2 separate regions of the Mus musculus genome follow, and region 1 is linked to region 2. The links are chromatin contacts, called in public HiChIP or PLAC-seq maps. All regions are on one chromosome and are shown on one strand. Each heading gives the region's core, a stretch centred on a gene start, on an enhancer-like site or on the middle of the called end of the contact. The rest is flanking DNA. Distances are from core to core; before and after follow the strand shown. Region 1 holds the start of Chl1 (cell adhesion molecule L1-like). Region 2 has its middle 160 kb from the start of Chl1.

What was found. HiChIP or PLAC-seq counts read pairs in DNA pulled down with a chosen protein or histone mark.
Region 1: a contact with region 2 is called in an H3K27ac HiChIP or PLAC-seq map of neural progenitor cells, with 5 times the contacts expected there. The contact joins the promoter of Chl1 here to the enhancer-like site in region 2. A contact is called at or near these places in 6 of 39 promoter capture datasets (the C10 cell line, the HPC-7 cell line, embryonic stem cells and 2 more), 9 of 484 Hi-C or Micro-C datasets (LSK cells, bone marrow-derived macrophages, cerebral cortex and 5 more), 13 of 115 datasets of contacts at active chromatin or transcription factors (astrocytes, bone marrow-derived macrophages, embryonic basal ganglia and 7 more) and 3 of 9 other capture datasets (adipose tissue, embryonic stem cells and pancreatic islet).

The regions. Positions count from the first base shown.
Region 1 is chr6:103,509,286-103,513,251 of GRCm38.p6, reverse strand. It overlaps Chl1 (cell adhesion molecule L1-like), which reads right to left and starts at 2,376. Exons shown (of 27, transcript NM_007697.2): 1 at 2,103-2,376.
Region 2 is chr6:103,350,361-103,354,339 of GRCm38.p6, reverse strand. No RefSeq gene overlaps it. Among named protein-coding and RNA genes, the nearest start is that of Chl1, 160 kb to the left of the region's middle. Within about 2 kb of position 1,794, at least 32 of the 459 cell types and tissues checked have an H3K27ac peak or open chromatin away from gene starts, as enhancers often do. A contact at or near this core is called in hippocampal neurons and neural progenitor cells, where this site is marked.

The DNA.
Region 1 (3,966 bases), core at 1,127-3,626, 160 kb before region 2:
CCTAGTAAGGGCACCTCATGCATTAGATGACAGTTACTCCGGAGCATCCACGTGATGACGGGAGGGCAGACTTTGCCATTAGGAGAGGTGAATGTATTGGAGCACGAAAGACCATGAGAGGGAAGATCTAGGTATATATTAGACTCTATAGCCAAGTTAAATCTGGAAAGCAATAGGTCGATGTTATCACAAAGGGACTGAAACTGAGACAAGCCCAACTGCACCATAAACAGGTGAGAGGTGGAGCTCAGATCCTACAAACAAAATTATGGGGGAGGGGCGAAACTGGATTCTCTTGTGATCAGTGGTTTTCCCTGGGCAGCTTTCTAAGCTCTGTCCAGCACTGGACTCGGAGCTAATCTGCTAAGAACTGCTCAGGTTTTCTTTCTCAATCTGCTGCAAACCAGATTTACGAGTGGAACAGAGTATCAATAAATTTAACAAATGTCATTTTCTAAAATTAGATAACACAGAATTTTGCCCTCAATAAAAGTGCCGAGAAAGGACAATCTACCGTATCTAATTAATTTGCGTATTAATTATAACAGCAGCACCACCAACAACAACTAACTTCTGGATAATTATTTCTCATCAGAGAAGGAGGGTAAACTGTCTGCTTGGATAACCTCACTCCAATCTTCCAACTCAAAATGGGATGAATTGATACCCATTAGTAAGAGAGAAACTGAGACACAGAATAAATAACTACTCTAAGCCACACATTCCAGAGTAGATAGGGCTGGAACTCACAGCCAGGCGCGCGCTCCAGCGCTCTACCTTGATGTACCTCCAAGAGTTACCTAGGTCAGCACCCACGCGCACGCGCAAATCTCCCACTATTTCCAGCAGCGGGAGCGCGCTGTGGTGCACACGCCTTCCGCTGGCTGCTACCAGCCAGCTCTTCTCAGTTCTGGCCTGCGGGGCGGTATTGATCTCCTTTCTCCCCAGGCAGAGTCGGAAGCTCCTTCCCCGCCCAGCCGCTCAGTGCCACGCACACCTGCTCGTGCTTGCTGGCTACTCGCACTCCCCGCCCATCCTCTCAACCCGACCGCAGACCACCCACCCAGCTCCCTCGCTGCTTTGGTCTCCAATACCTGAATCATGGTGCCGCTGCTCCTCCCGCCCCAGATTTTTCACAGGAATTCCTCAGCTCTGCCCCTCGCTGAGAAAGTGAGGTTCTTCTCAGCCAAGGGACCCAGGGATGAAGACAGCCAGGTTTCCCCAGCCTCTCGGCTCCAATCCTCTTTCTCCAAATCAATCATTTGCTCCCTGCTCTCTCCCTACGCACACTTTCACTCACGGGAGGAAAAAATAGGAAGAGACAGAGAAAGAGGATAGGAGAGGCACAAAGAGGAAAAAGGGACTGTCCGTGACTGGCATCCCTAGCTCCCGGGGCTTGGCTACAAGGGAGTCATGGCAACCGGGGGACCCCCCGACCTGCCTTCTAGCCCCCACCGTGTTCGGTTGAGATGGAGTGCTCTGCTTCTATCTTTTCCCTAAGCTGGCAGTTCACAGATCGATCATTCATTCCAAGCTGTAGGCATTTAGGGAACACCACTGCAAGCAAGATGCATCTCTAGAGACTTAACAGCTAGATAGGGAATTTGGGGCTGGGGTTAGAAAGTCTGGACCCCAACACCTATAGGGGGTTAGTGGAGAGAAATGTAGTACTTGCCCCCCACTCCCTGAAGGCTATGGTCTATGGAGGGTATGCATCCTCTCCCTAAGGTAAGGAGGCGGGCGGTGGCTATGTTGGAAGAAAGACAAATCAGCCTACCGAAGGTTGGCAGCTTGGAGGTGCAGGGGTCCCCGAAGCTTGTTTACTCCATCCACTGACCTGGAGCTGTCAAAAAATCCAGCCTTAGCCACCTGCGGCGGTGCTACGAAAGGTGGCGCCTCTTCTCAGGTTAGGGAAGGGACCTTGAGCCACTCCCATTTTGGGCAAGGACGGAACCCAGGGATGTGCACCATTTCCCTTTCATAAAGAGTTGCTCTTCTCCCAGGAGCAAGCCCTTGATTTCCTTCCACCTCCCTCAAAGAGTTGACTAAAGGGCAGATGGAGAGAGTCCCATTTCTTGTAAGGCACGCGCAAATAGACTCACCTGAGCCGCCTCTTGACATCCGATCTGTCTGGTACCTTCTCTTGGGAAAACTTCTCCTAAAGCTGGATCACTGGGGCAAAGGGGACCAACGAGGTCCAGCGCCTCTTGGAGAATCCAAGGGAGTTTCTAGTTGGGCGCTTCCCGCTGATCCACACCCCGATCTGCCCACAGAGATCCCGTCTGCCCCCTCCTGCTGTTGGCACAGGTCTCCAGAAGGCTGGACCTGTTCGAGCTTGTACCGGTATCCACGCCCTCCTGCCGGAGACGACTAGCTCGCGCCTCTTTTCTGCTGTCCCCGGGATCTGCTCTGCCACCCTCACCCACACGGCTTCTTTTCCCTCCCTCTTACACACACTCCCTTGGGACAAGAGGCAGCTACAGGCTTGAGACTTTGGTTTTATGAAAAGCGAGGGACAAAGAGAAAACTTTGCTTGTCATTTTTAACATCTCTAAGCCCTCAAAGAGACAGGGTAGCTGCCGGGTTCGCCTTGCCACTGAGAAACCGAAAAGAAACCCCTCCCCTCTGCTCCCTGGTCCACCCTCCTCTGTCCACATTCCACACACAGGCTCCCAGTCTCTTTTACCCTTTGCTGTATGGCTGAGGGGTGTGGTACCTTGTACCACTTTTTTTTTTTTTTTCTTAAAGTCTTGCCGGTTTTGCTTCTTTATTTAGGAGGGCGATGGGACTTGCAATTTAATTTACAAAAGAACCATCTCCATTAGCTGTCAAATCAGTGCAGGCATAAATTTAAAAAGCTCTTCTACTGTTATCTAATGTACAATTTGTGCCCCACTACCATCTGGACTTCTCCAGATTGATCAGTGACGTTTTCCTATTTACTCTCTATTAATACAGCGCTATAGAATACAAGCTTTCCTTGCTTATTCCCAGCGCCAAAGCCCACTCCTGATGTTGTATGTATCTCTTTTTACCAGCAAACATGATGTTTGTTTTAGGGGTGCAGTAAAGAGGGGCTACAAACTTTGGCAATCTAACTGGTGAGCACACTCTTTCATTATTTTTTTTCTTCCACACATTGATGATACTTTCGAAAATGTTCATACAATGTTGCTTTAAAAAAAAAATCCTGTTGCATGTAAGTGCTCTTTGACAGTAATGGAATTACTGACTTCTAACTTTTACTCCACGGAGGTTTGATCTTACAGTCTTGTCTTGTTCTCATCTAGTGCACTAAACAATGAGGACATTTATGGCTCTGTGCTATCCTCAGAGTTGGATGTCATGACTGGGATCAACAAGAAGGACGGAGACTTGGGATTCTGCCTCAGAAGCAGTTACATCAAATGTTTTGAAATGAATAAATGGGCCTTTCCATGTTCATAATTTCTAACCTTGAGGGCTCAAGGCTGTTAGTTCGTGTGTGGGCACAATTCCTACTGACTGTGCTGGCATATTAGAAATGCAAGTGAGGGCAGGATGTGTCCTAGGTTTAAACTGTGCTACTGGAGTGATTCCTCTGCCGGAGGCATCATTATTCATGCGGCATGTTTTCTAAAGTAGAAACAAAGGAAACTGAAATAAATTCCAACAAGGAAAATACTGAGCCTGTAGGAAACCATTTCCAAGATTTAGGAGCCCCAGGAGAGATACAAAGCCAAGTTGGTCTCAAATTTACCACTTTCTGGGGTGGCATTTCCTGGGCAAAAGAAACAGAAAACTCTATTTTGGCCAGAGAAACACAGAACCTTTAAAGACTCAGCTTTCTCTTCACTGGCATTTGTTTTATGGACACATTAAGATCAATAGATTGATGGGCAGAATATAGGAAAATGTGTGCAGCTAGCTAGGTATATGGGTAGGTAGGTAGGTAGATAGATAGATAAATACAGAGATAGATAGATA
Region 2 (3,979 bases), core at 545-3,044:
TATGATTCCTTCCATGGCTCCTCACAGTAATCCCTGTACTGTTCACCCATTTTTTAAAATGATTTTTTATATATTTTGGGGGGATTTTTTTTGAGATTACAATACAATTACATCATTCTTACCTTCCCCTTTCTCCCTACAAACCCTCTCATATGCTCATTTTCAAATGCACAGCCACATTTTTAAATTGTTATTACATGCACATTTGTGTGTGTGTGTGTGTGTGTGTGTGTGTGTGTGTGTGTGTGTGTAATACTCAGTTTATATAACGTTACTCACATATGTGTTTTCAGGACTGGCCATTTGTTACTGGATAACCAGTTGTGTTCTTTTCCTTTGGGAAGACGATTTCTCCCACTCTGTCTTACTTAGTTGCCTATAGTTCTCTCTGAAGGATTGAAGTGTTATAGGTTTTTTTCCTATCCATTTTGGCATGTCTCTTGCATGCAAAGATGTAGGCACAACCCTTAGCACTTGAAAGAAAACAACCAAAATCAAATAGATAATAGTTTAGGATATTCATATATTATAATTACAATAACATACTACTCCCTACTTTTATCCTACTGGCAAACCCAGTGTCTGATACATAATCAATATTCAATAAAGATTTGCCAAATGACTAAGCAAATGAATTACTGTGTGAATACTTGAACTACCAGCATTTGAATGTCAGTGTTCACAGCTATAATGGAAATAAGTGAGAATTTCAGACACCTCATTGGAGTCTCCACAGGGAATAGCAATCAGCCAACCACCCCCAATCAATATTTACACAGTGTGAGCTCCTTCAGGCTGTGTGGGAACTGTGCCTTTTTCATCTTTCTATCACAGGTTGTTAAGGAGTGCCACATACATGGCAGAATTTCAATAAATGCTTTTAAATGACCACAAAAGAAGGGCAAGCTTTGACCCTACCCTCCGAGGAATGCACACTCTATATTTTAATGGCTACTTTCAACATCTTGTGGGTTTCTGCCTACTTGCACTGCAGGTTAAGAGGAGTATCAATACAGTTTTTACTGAGATTTTTTGACATTTTTAATAGTCCATTGTGACTGCTGTCTCTATTCCCTTTTGAAATGAAAAGACAGTGGGTACACACATCTCCTTATGTCTTGATTCTAGCACACTGATTCAGAAATAAGAATCACCACCATGTCATGAGTTACTATGTAGGAGATAAAACAATTCATCTTTTGTCATTAAGTTGTGACACTTGCCGGCATGTGGCCTGAGTTCCAATGAGCTTGGCTTTGTCTAATTCCCTGGGTCATTAACTATGCAATCATAATTATTTTCAGCTGTGCAGATCAGCATTATTTTTCTCATCCATTTTTCTCTTCCCCTTCTTCATCACATCTCAGCATTGATGGAGACCATGAGAACACCATCTGGTACAACTTGTGCATGGGAGCCATCAAAACAAAAGGCAGCCAATGAAAGATGCCCAAATTTCATTAGATGCATCTGTATGCTACTTCAGTCTCATGTCATTTCCCATCCCTCTCGATTTTACTGTAGGGAGTTCAAGGACTCCCCAAGGCTCACTAAATAACAACTATCTGTCCCCAGTGCCAGTGACATCTGAAGAACCATCTCTATTTAGGGTGAAAAATTTGACACCCAGTTATGAATATCTATATTTGCAGAGAATTAACATGTCCTGCTTCTCTACAAACTGACTTAGGCAATTAGAGAGGCAGCTGCCAAGTGGGTATTAACATAACTGGAAATGCTTCCCTGTGCATGAGTCAGACCATCCCGGCTGTTTGCAACACCCTCAATAAACTGCATTGACTTTCATTTCCAAGAAGCTCTTTCATGTGCATACAATGCCCTATCTTGAAGCAACTGACTGGAATCCTACTCAGTAGAAATTGCTCTGCATCTTGTGGAAAGCAAATGAAGTAGAAGCTTTTTGGCTGTATTTTTTCTTTGAGCCCAGTAGCTACCTTTAGGCAAACTATCTGATCTCTGTGAATATCGGCAAAATGGATGGATGGATTTCTTTTGCTATTTTTAGCATCATTTTTTCCATTTTTTTTACTGGTTATTTTTTTTATTTACATTTCAAGTGTTATCCCCCTTCCCAGTTTCCTCTCCACAAGTCCCCTGTGCCCCCTTCCTCCCCATGCCTCTATGATGGTGCTCCCCAACCCGACCACCCACTCCTGCCTCAGTGGTCTATCCTGGGTCATCAAGCCTCCACAGGACCAAGAGGCTCCCCTTCCAGTGATGCCAGTTAATGCCATCCTCTGCTACAGATCCAGTTATCTAGTGTTACATATAGAAACGGGCATCAGGTTTGGTGGTTTAGGTCTGGTTCTCAGAGAGTGAGACAGGAGGATTTTCAAGAGTTCCAGACCAGCCAGACCGAGTTAAGTGAAGAGGCTCAGTCTATAAAAGGACAAAACTAAAGTTGATGAAAGATAAACACAGATCAAAAACAAGAACAAGATGTAGAATGGTATGAAAACATAAGCCAAAAAAAGTAAGTCCTAGTGCACACGTGTTATGCTCCATTGGGAATTGATATTTGTACCTTTACATTGGTCTTTAGGTAGGTGTAATTTTATGTTCAATGAAATACTCCTCAAAAGGTAGCTTGTGAATCGCTGTCTCAGCACTACCTAGGGCACATGTTAAAAGTATACAATCTTGCGTGCTTTCTCTTTCTAGCATGAGGAAGTAGAGATAATTCCTGATATTCATATTCCTAAGTATAGCTAGTATCTACAGCAATCATGAAAAGCATAAACTGTTGAATATTAAGATGCAAGGAATAGGACTGGGGAGATGGCTTACCGCATAAAGTTCTCGGTGTACATCTGATAACCTGTGTTTATATTCCCTGAATTCTGACATCCACACAGGTACTATGGTGTGTACATCTGCACTCTCACACACATGGACATGTTCAGACACTCAAATACACACAAACAAATTAGCATATATTAACTGGGTGTTCACTATGTGCCAGTAATCTGTGGTAATACTATCAAGTTGTTCATGTTACATTGAAGCAAACAGACACCAAAAACCTACAAAAACAACATAGTGAAGAATTTCTGTGAAATAACAAAAAACACAGATAACTTTAAGTCACTCAGTTGAACAATAGTGTGTCAGGAGTGGATGGTCTGAAATTAAAGGCAGGGATAAGACAATTCACATTATTATTATTATTATTATTATTATTATTATTATTATTATTATTATTATTGAGGGAAGCAAATGCCTTACTATAGATAAAGTCTTACTATAGATAAAGCCCTGTCTAGACCTTCTTTTTTACTGGCAGGGCCTCTACCATCTTGGCCACATACATGGAAGGCTGACAGTCAAGTAGATAGCTTTACCTAGGTATATAGATTGTTTATGAGGGAAAAGAGTAAATATGGTATACAGCAAACAATGCTTAGCTTGATACTATGAAAGTTCATGCAATATTTCTTATATGATACCACTTTTAAATGCCCAAAGTGCTATTTAAAAACGTCATTGTCCCTCCTGCATAAAGTATATAAGAACAGCATATCATATTTCAAATATCAAAAGTAAACAGGTTTTCTTGCCAAGAATAAATTCAAAATTTTTGCAAAGATATTAAAGGCTTTAATGTATCTTGTCACATGAGATGAGAATACATAATCAAAACTGAGAAACAGGAAAAACAAGTAATAAAGGATGATGGACAGTGAATATCAATATAAAAATATCAGTCAATAATAAGTATTAATAGCATGACAGACCTTGGACAGTGGTGATACAGTAATGGCTGGCATGTGAATTAGGAGAAAACATAGAGCCTTTCTCCCATGAAACCACAGAGGAAAGAAGATTCTACTCTAAAATCCCTCTATAAGTATATTACCAGACACCTGTACAATGTTTTACCCCATAAAGCAAATCCTGTGTGTCATAGTTGTCTTTTTAATGCTAAGCCACAGAGATATGGTTCCTTTGCATTTCTAGG